Linked DNA regions of Mus musculus: region 1 is linked to region 2. The links are chromatin contacts, called in public HiChIP or PLAC-seq maps. All regions are on one chromosome and are shown on one strand. The core of a region is the stretch at or near the end of the contact, and the rest is flanking DNA. Distances in the headings are between cores, read along the strand shown. Region 1 overlaps Mtus2 (microtubule associated tumor suppressor candidate 2). Region 2 holds the start of Slc46a3 (solute carrier family 46, member 3).

Evidence for each region. HiChIP or PLAC-seq counts read pairs in DNA pulled down with a chosen protein or histone mark.
Region 1: a contact with region 2 is called in an H3K27ac HiChIP or PLAC-seq map of VIP interneurons, with 4 times the contacts expected there. The contact joins the enhancer-like site here to the promoter of Slc46a3 in region 2. A contact is called at or near these places in 3 of 39 promoter capture datasets (the 3T3-L1 cell line, hippocampal neurons and second pharyngeal arch cranial neural crest), 1 of 484 Hi-C or Micro-C datasets (neurons), 12 of 115 datasets of contacts at active chromatin or transcription factors (SST interneurons, VIP interneurons, cardiomyocytes and 8 more) and 1 of 9 other capture datasets (pancreatic islet).

Annotation. Positions count from the first base shown.
Region 1 is chr5:148,246,899-148,251,182 of GRCm38.p6, forward strand. All of the region lies in intron 7 of Mtus2 (microtubule associated tumor suppressor candidate 2), which reads left to right. Among named protein-coding and RNA genes, the nearest start is that of Gm46928, 99 kb to the left of the region's middle. Within about 2 kb of position 1,528, at least 10 of the 459 cell types and tissues checked have an H3K27ac peak or open chromatin away from gene starts, as enhancers often do. A contact at or near this core is called in VIP interneurons, craniofacial prominence and second pharyngeal arch cranial neural crest, where this site is marked.
Region 2 is chr5:147,893,049-147,897,389 of GRCm38.p6, forward strand. It overlaps Slc46a3 (solute carrier family 46, member 3), which reads right to left and starts at 1,767. Exons shown (of 6, transcript NM_027872.4): 1 at 1,433-1,767; 2 at 785-997. The coding sequence starts at 973.

The DNA of each region.
Region 1 (4,284 bases), core at 278-2,777, 350 kb after region 2:
GCTAGAGGATTTGTTGCAGCTTATTCCTGCATAGTACAGTGTGGAGGAACAAATGAGTGGAATCATGGACTAAATAAGTTCCCAACCTGTGCGTCATAACCCCTTTGGGGTTGAATCACCCTGCCACAGAGGCCACTTGTCTGATATCCTGCATATCAGACACGTACGACTCATAACAGTATCAAGTTTACAGTTACGAAGTAACAATGAAAATAGTTTTATGATTGGGGGTCACCACAACATGAGGAACCGTATTAAGGGGTCACGGCATTAGGAAGGTTGAGGACCACTGGTCTGCACAATAAAAATAGTCTGCTTCTTGCTTTGCCAAAAACCAGCGGTTGACCCCAGATTCTTATAGGACCTTAGTGTCACTACATGTTACAAATACTTTGAATAGATCATTTATTTGACATGGTGTCGATTGCTTTGAACTTGCAGAACTGGATGCAGAGTGTTGACTGGGTTCTAGCACATGAGGCCTCAGAGCTGGGACAGACAGCTAAAAGCGTGAGAGGGTCTTCCAGATGGCCGAAGAGAAGCCAGTGCCCAGAGGCGCTGGTGTAACTGTGGATGCACAGTTGGGAAGTGGCATCTAGCTCTCCTCTGTTCCCTCTGCCCCACTATTTCTTGTGTATATAAGTATTTGCCTGCATGTATTTCTGTGAGCCATGTGCATGTAGTGCTTGAGGAAGCCAGAAGAGGGCGTCAGATTCCCTGGAACAGAAGCCATAGACCATTGTAAGGTGCTGGGAATTGAACCTGCATTCTTTACAAGGGTGCTCTAACCAGTGGCGCTCTTAACTCTTAACTTCTGAGCCACCTGAGTCTCCAGCACCCACCTTCACTGATCCTTATAAGGAAGAATAGCAGCAGAACCCCAACCTCTCTTGTGGTACCCCTTTGGAGGGACAGCCTCCAGCTTCTGGCATGTTGGCATCAGAATGACCAACAAGACCCTGACACTAGACACTCCTTACTCTCAGTTGGCAGATGATGGTTTCCAAGGTGTGAATGCACTCCTGCTGTGGTGAGTTTGTCTTGCTATCTGAACTGACGTGTCTTACACTGGCTTCATCTTTGTAGAGAGCAGTTTCAAGGTGCAGATTTCCCAGGAGGAAGGGGATTCCTGCACCCGCATCCATCCCTCCGCAGGTTGCTCTGATCCAGCGAGTTGTGACGTGATGTCCTCATTAGCTTCCGTGTCTGATGGCTTACTTATTCTCCTAGAGAGAATGTATGTGAGGAAATGAGTTCATGAACACTCAACCTTCACCAATGAGGAAGGAACAAATGGAGTTTACGTGTTAACAAATAGCTTCCCCATGCTGGGGAAGAACTGTGACCCTCTGTGTCTGTAGGCTCTTCCAGAAAAATCAACATTGATTTTTGAGAGAATTGGTGAAGAAAAGAGGGAGTGTGGAACAATCCCAAATTAGCCTCTGTGGCTGGAGAGTCCTTTCAGCAGCCAGTGAAATGTAACTGGAGTCCTAAAAGGACAGGCATCTGGGATGCTGTCCAGATTCAGGGGGAGCCCGTACCCAGGGGCAGAAAGCAGAGAGCAGCAGCAGGAAGTAATTATAGGGCAACAGAGGAGCCTGGACACAATGGAGGTGACATCTGTAATTGTGACAAGGGAAAGGTGCAGAGAGTTAAATCCCCTAGCTCTGCAAACAGGAAGGATTTGACACCATGTAGGTAAATACTGCAATGCGTGCAGCACATACCATGAGCTTGCTCTGTCCATCCCAGTCTCTGGGCAGGTGCTAATCATACACACGTGACCTGCCCTGGTCACGGTCACTGCCTTACTTAGACAAATGAGTTCCTTTGGCTAAAATAACTGGAACAGGGTTTGGAGCTGAGGCAGGGATGCTAACACTAGGGTCTGTGTTCTCCGTGACATTCTGCAGCCGTCTAGTGATCAGAACCGGGACTGAAACTTAGTCCGGGAGTGTAAGAAGAGACCCGGTAGAGAAAGTACAGGATGGAAGAGCAGAAACCCAGCTCAGTCAGGCCTTCTCAACAGCACACAGCATCTTCTGTTTCGATGCCCTTTGTCTGTAAAATTAGTCCATTATGAGGGAAGCTCAAGATAACACAGGGAAATGGCTTGAAATACTGCCGTTCCATAGAGATGACTGTCTATCCCAACTCCGTCCAGTTCCTGCTCTGAGCTGAAACTATTCAGGGCTGATACAGCACAGAGCCACCAGGCCACCCTTTGCGCCCTCTCCAGAGGGTGTTGATCAGGTCACAGGTGCCAGTGTGAAAAGCAATATTGGGGAGCGTGGCTCTCTCTGGGCAGTGGTCTATGTGCAGAGTGGGGAGAAAGGGGTCCTGGAGAAGCATTGCCAGGAGGTCAAGGCAAAGAAAAAAACCAACCCACTACAGTGGGAAGGGTTGTGGCAGCTCTGTGGAATGGGAAAGCACCTTAGGAAGGTAGGTGGAGCCCTGGGCTGGAGAGTGGGGGGTCGAGGAAGCAGGGCCGGCCTTAGAACATGCACCAGGATGGGAAGTGATAGGTCCTCTCCGACAATGAAATGAGCCAGTTCAAGCCAGATTGGAGCCTATAAAGGCAGGGCTATTGGGAAGCAGCTCTCAGGTGGGTTCTCTGGTTCCAAGCAAGGAGGCCAGGGAAGTCGCCATGGGTGGGAGGCAGGGTGGGGGTGGGAAAGAGTGGGAGAGAAAAGCTGTTTGTCCAGGGTCTGAATCCCAACAGGGAGGCTGGATGCTAAGAACAAAAGAGAAGCCTCTGAGTGCAGGGTGCCCTGAGCAACCATGCATCAGGACAGCATCTGACAGAACCCAGAAGGGACCCATGGCAGAAGTCTGCATGACTGCAGGTGCAGGGCCTGGACCCAAGTAGGGGTATGGAGATGGGGAGCGTAGAGATGGGGTGTGGAGATGGGAGCATGGAGATGTGGGATGTGGAGATGGGGGGTGTTGGTGGGTGGGTGGAGAGATGTTTGGGAAATAAGTTGGGTAGGTATGGGGATGTGCTCAGAGGAAAGGAGCAAAAGGAAGAGACCTGATCTCTGCATCCATCAGAGAGACACCATACACGGAAGTAGAAACAGTGGAAAATTAGACTCCGGAACACTGTTATTTGGGCTCCTGGGGTGCTTGCTCAGAGATGCAGGACATGAAGTCAGGTGGATAGTGCCGGTGCCCTTAAAACCACCAGCCAGCATTTTTCACCTGCCACAGCTTCTGGAAAAGACTGAGTCCCCGCCGTGGCCCCTCACAGGCCACGTGTCACGAAGACCTCATTCCTGAGATTAAGTCAAACCATAGCATGCGAGCAGAAAGCAGATTCCCCCCAACCGAGGGCACACTCTAAATGATTGGCAACACCTCCTGGAAAAGGGCAGCCTGAAGGAAGAGAGACCTGGCTGGGTAGAGTCAGATGGGAGGGAAGACAGAAACCCAATATCCTGAGTAAGAAAACAGTTGGGAGGCTGGGCTGTGCCAGGAGGCAGTGGGGTGTAGACTGACTGACTGCTATGATGTATCAATGGGTAAAGTTGACTCTATGAGATTAGCCATGAATACAGACATTTGTTCTTGGGTTGGAGAGATGGCTCAGCAGTTAAGAGCACTCATTGCTCTTACAGAGGACCTGGGTTCACTTTCCAGTGCCCACATGAAGGCTCATAGCCCCATAACTCCAGTTCCATGGAATCCAAGGCCCCTTCTGTCCTCCATGGGCACTAGGCATGATGCATACACACCCATGCATATGTACAGGTAAAACACTCATGCAAGTAAAATAATGTAAATCTAAAAAAAGAAACGATGGTTTGGCTTCCTATTTCATCGGCTTGTTTTGCTCTCATCCCAGACAGACAGACCATGGCAGATGGTAATCATATATCAAAGTGACATGAAAATTGTGTGCATCTCTCACTGCCCACCCTATGGAGGGCAGTCAAAGGAACATTGTTAAGTAGATGTAAGTGCCTAAAGGAAAAGGAGAAAACACATCTAATTCGATTCTGTTTTGGGGATACTGTAACAAAATACTTGAGCCTGGATAACTTATAATGAAGATAAATGTTTCTATCAGTTTTGAAGGCTGAGATATCAGGGTGATGTGTTAGTGTCTCACATGGGCGTTTTATTGAAGAACACAGGGAGGCCAAAAGAAAACCTACCTTGGAGAACCTTTTATCACATTAATCCACTGTGACCTAAACACCACCCACCTCCCAATGCGGTTGAGTTGTGGATTAAGTTTGCAATATTTGAATTTGGGAGGCATCAAGTTCAAACCAGAGTAGA
Region 2 (4,341 bases), core at 517-3,016:
ACCCCAGGCTCATTTGCCGGTACAGAGAGACCCTACGATCAGGGAAGGCAGCTGTGCAGCTGCCTCCACCCTCTCTTGTCTGTGCGGGTGAAGGCAGGGCCAATCTTTTGTTGCCACCAAATATGCCTAAGTGAGCGCAGTTCTGAGCTTGCAAACGCAGCCCTGTAGATAAACAGCTGACGTCTCCTGAATCCTGCTTGACAGAGCCTGCCTCATAAGAATGATGAGAATGATGACAAAGCTCTTGTCAGATACACACAGAACCGAGCGAGTCCCCACCACGTCTAGCTAAACGGTTTTACTGAGAGCTAAAGTAAGCACTCGCCAGCCCAGATGTGGATGCAGGACTCAACTCCAGGGAGCCCAGTTTATCTTATCTAAGGCTGCCTCCAGACCTCAACAATTGCTGCCCCGCCCCCATGGGAGGCAGCTGACTCTGGTCAGTTTTTCTGGACTTTTGTTATTCAAGAGACCAAGGAAGAGTGGGTGAGATTGTAGTGAGATTTCCTAAGGATAAAAGAGTTGGTCCCACAAGGTGGGTGGGGATTGGGGACAGGAGTGGAGGTGCCTTAGAGAGTTAGAAAGAGCCAGATTAAAGGTGTCAAGAGGAACTATTAACCGAAATAGGAACAGAGAGAAGGTGGCTTAATTTCAGTGTGTGTGTGTGTGTGTGTGTGTGTGTGTGTGTGTGTGTGTGGTCACACCTTGGAGAGCCTCTTTGGTTTGGAACCTGTTTCCATTCCCTGTGACTCCAGGATGGGAGGTTTTAATTTTAATTTCTTACCTCCCGGAATGCAAAGATGGAGCTGCTTTTGTTTTGGTCACACTCAGAGCCATTGCTATTGGAAGCAAAGGTGTAGTTACCGGTTTCCTCCCAGATCCTCCGGTACACGTACTGCGCTGTCAGCGGGATGGTCAGAGTCATAGCAAACGCGTTCAGGAGAATGGCGGGCTCTATGAATGAAATCTTCATATTGCTCAAGTGGGCAGATCGAGTCTATTGCAGAGCGGGAAGCGGGAGGAGAGAAACGGGGCGAGTGTGGGGGGGGGGGATAGAAATCATCAGTTGATTTTTTATCCCAGAGGCTAAATTCTCAAAAGTGGGGAAGTTGGAACAATGTGTCATAAACAAACATTAGCAAGCAAAAAGAGTTCCAGATTTCTGAGAGAGTGCCCTTGCCGGGAGAGGGTACCCTAGTTCTCTCCGAGGAGCAGGGACTAAGTCAACCTCCGCCCCCGACTCCGCTTAGCTAATGCTCACAGTGCTGAGCAGAACAGCACCGGCCGGTTCCCATAAGGTAAACAATGAAGTTACCCGGGGACCCGGAGGTTATGTAATTACTATTATTTTGGCTGCAGGTTAAGGGCCTTGTAAAAAGCAGCTCCCGATCGGAAGGGGAGTTTAGTTTCTGTTTTCGTTTTTAAAACTCACCCCACGGTTACAGTTTTCCTGCTAGGCTAGGCACAGGTGGGACCGTAGTCGGGACTGTGTTCTCCGTTACCCAGTGCGGGGCGTAGCGCCCCCGGGTTTTCAGCACGGTTCGCCAGCTGGGAAGAGCCAAAGGAAGGGGCAGCGAGGTGGAGCTAGACCGCAACAGGGGGACGTCCCTTGGGACGGGACACTCGAGCCCTGTTAGAAGGCAAAGAGAAATAAGCGCACCTCCCGGACTCTGTTGGCCCTGGACTCAGTCCCCGCCGCTCCCCGCGCCGCCGCACTCTTGGTCTTTGGGCCCTAGTGGTGACTCGGCCGCCGAGCATCATCACTCTGCCAAGAGCTGGCAATCTTCGGCCGGAGCTGTCACCCGCTTCCCTAGCTCGCTTGTGATTGGGTATGGCGGCCGGCGCCCCCGTAGCGATTGGTCTAGCGCAGTGTCATTCTCTTGCACCCGCCCCCGAAGGTTCAGCGGCTGAATCTCCCCGAGTTGCTGGGCAAGTTGGGTGATCCCGGCAGCTCTGCGAAGGTTCTGCTAAGCGTATCTGGATAGGATTATTGGTTTTCGCTGAAGCGCCGTGGAGTCATAGGTATCTGGATCGAGAGTTCGAGACTAGCCCAACGATATAACAAGACTCCTGTCCAAAGCAGATAATGATAATAATAATAATGATAATAATGATGATAATAATAAGTGGTTGGAAACGTCATACGCTAGGGTTGCAGTTCACTGCAGCATTCCGGTGGACCCAGCAAGCGTCTGCACAAGCAATGTGAGAGAGAAGACACTGAAAGTTCATGAGAGGAGAAGAGTTCCGAGTAGGGGAGTTGTTGGCCTTGGGAAAATTTAAACGAAATATTCACTACATTTTACGTAGTCATTTATTTTATGTGTATGCCCACGCCGAGCAGAGGTCAGAAAATGGTGCTAGAATTTGTGTTACAGGCAGTTGTGAGCTGCCCTGAGAGCGTAGAAACGGAACCCAGAGCAGTAAGTGTTCTTCATTAGTGAGCTTCTCTCCAGCCACCCCTGCTGAGTTGCGGGGGAGGGGATTGTTAAATCTCTCTGAAAGTCGGCTCTTTCTCTGTTGAGAAGATGTAAGTAAGTCTCACAAAGCCATGGCAACACCCTAGACAGTAGGACCGCCGCTAATGGCCGCCAACGCGCACAGCTGGAGCACACCTGCAGCTGATAGGGGGTTACTTCCTGAGGAAGAGAAGCAAGCTGAGAGTTCTGTGATTTGGGGACCCGTCCAAAAAAGGAAGACCTTAGGCTGGAGTGGTTGCGTCAGGAAGTGGGGGACAATCCTGCAAATGCGCCTCTTACTCTTATCTAGAGATCAAGGTCAGATGTGGGCCAGAGCCTTATTGATAAAGGAGTAACACTCCAGACTATGGGCTATTTTTGCCCAGATGAGAGTACTGGTGCAATGCTCCTAACCACTGAACCACCCTCTCTCGAGGCAGATCTGGAACAGCTTCAGAGTGGGAAGGGCGGCTAAAGGAGCTGACTAGCAGAAAAGGATATTCTGTACTGGAGAGAAGGCGATCTGATGACTCTAGATAGCCACAGAGAGAATTGAGGAAGTAACTCTCAACATCGCACTCTTGACAGTTTCACAGCACTGTACAATCTTCATATGCCTAAAATAACAAACATTGCTGCTAGCTGATCTACAGAGTTTGATTGATTTCCAACCTCTTGTTGACAATTTTTCTTCTTCTTCTTCTTCTTCTTCTTCTTCTTCTTCTTCTTCTTCTTCTTTCTTTCTTTCTTTCTTTCTTTCTTTCTTTCTTCTTCTTCTTCTTCTTCTTCTTACTTCTTCTTCTTCTTCTTCTTCTTTCTTCTTCTTCTTCTTCCTCTTCCTCCTCCTCCTCTTCTTCCTCTTCTCCCCCTCCTCTTCCTCCTCCTCCTTCCCCCTCCTCCTCCTTCCCCCCTCCTCCTCCTTCCCCCTCCTCCTCCTCCCCCTCCTCCTCTTCCTTCTTATTTATTTATTTTTATTTTATGTATATGAGTACACTGTCACTGTCTTCAGACACACCAGAAGAGGGCATCAGATCCCATCACAGATGGTTGGGAGCCACCATGTGGTTGCTGGGAATTAAACTCAGGACCTCTGGAAGAGCAGTCAGTGCCCTTAATCGCTGAGTCATCTCTCCACTTGTTAACGATCTTAACCACAAGGAGTGACGTGTTCAGTTCAGAGGTTTGCTTTTCAAATAAAAATCCAGGAGGCCAAGATCACTAAGATCTTAGAGAGTGATCTACTCCTAGTGGGACAGTAACTGTCACTTGAGCTGCATGTCCACCTTGGGTCCCGGGAAACTTCACTTCCTGTTGTGTTCACTCAGGGACAAAGGTGATGGAGTGTCCTTCTGAACTCTATCACTGCCACAAGGGGAGAGGGAAGGGAACTTGATGGAGCTGATACCAGCTCTAAAAGGTTCACCCCAGAGAGGGTAAAAGCCACTTCTCACACGCCATTGGCTAGAACAGGTCACTCGGGACATGAGGAGAAGTGCAAACCTATCAGGTACTCAGGAGGAGGAGGAAGGGGAGGAGGAGGAAGAAGAGGAGAGACACCATCTATGTTCCAGGCCATATTTCTCATGGAAATCAATAGGCAGCAAAAGGTCTCTAAAAGGCATGTACCTATAGGGTCAAATTAGCACCTGCTCTCCTATGCTGTTCTGCTATCCCACCTTTCAGCATGAAGAAGAAAGTCAGGGCATCTGTGGTTAGCCAGGAGGCTCACAAGTTCAAGGCCAGCCTGAGCTTCGGCCTTGTTGCAAAACCACCATCACCACCACCACCACCAAATAAATGCTTAAGTGCAAAAAGTGGATCCACAGGTCCACAAGTATAATCTCCAGGGCAGAACCTTAGGGATAATTGTGAAGTTCTACAT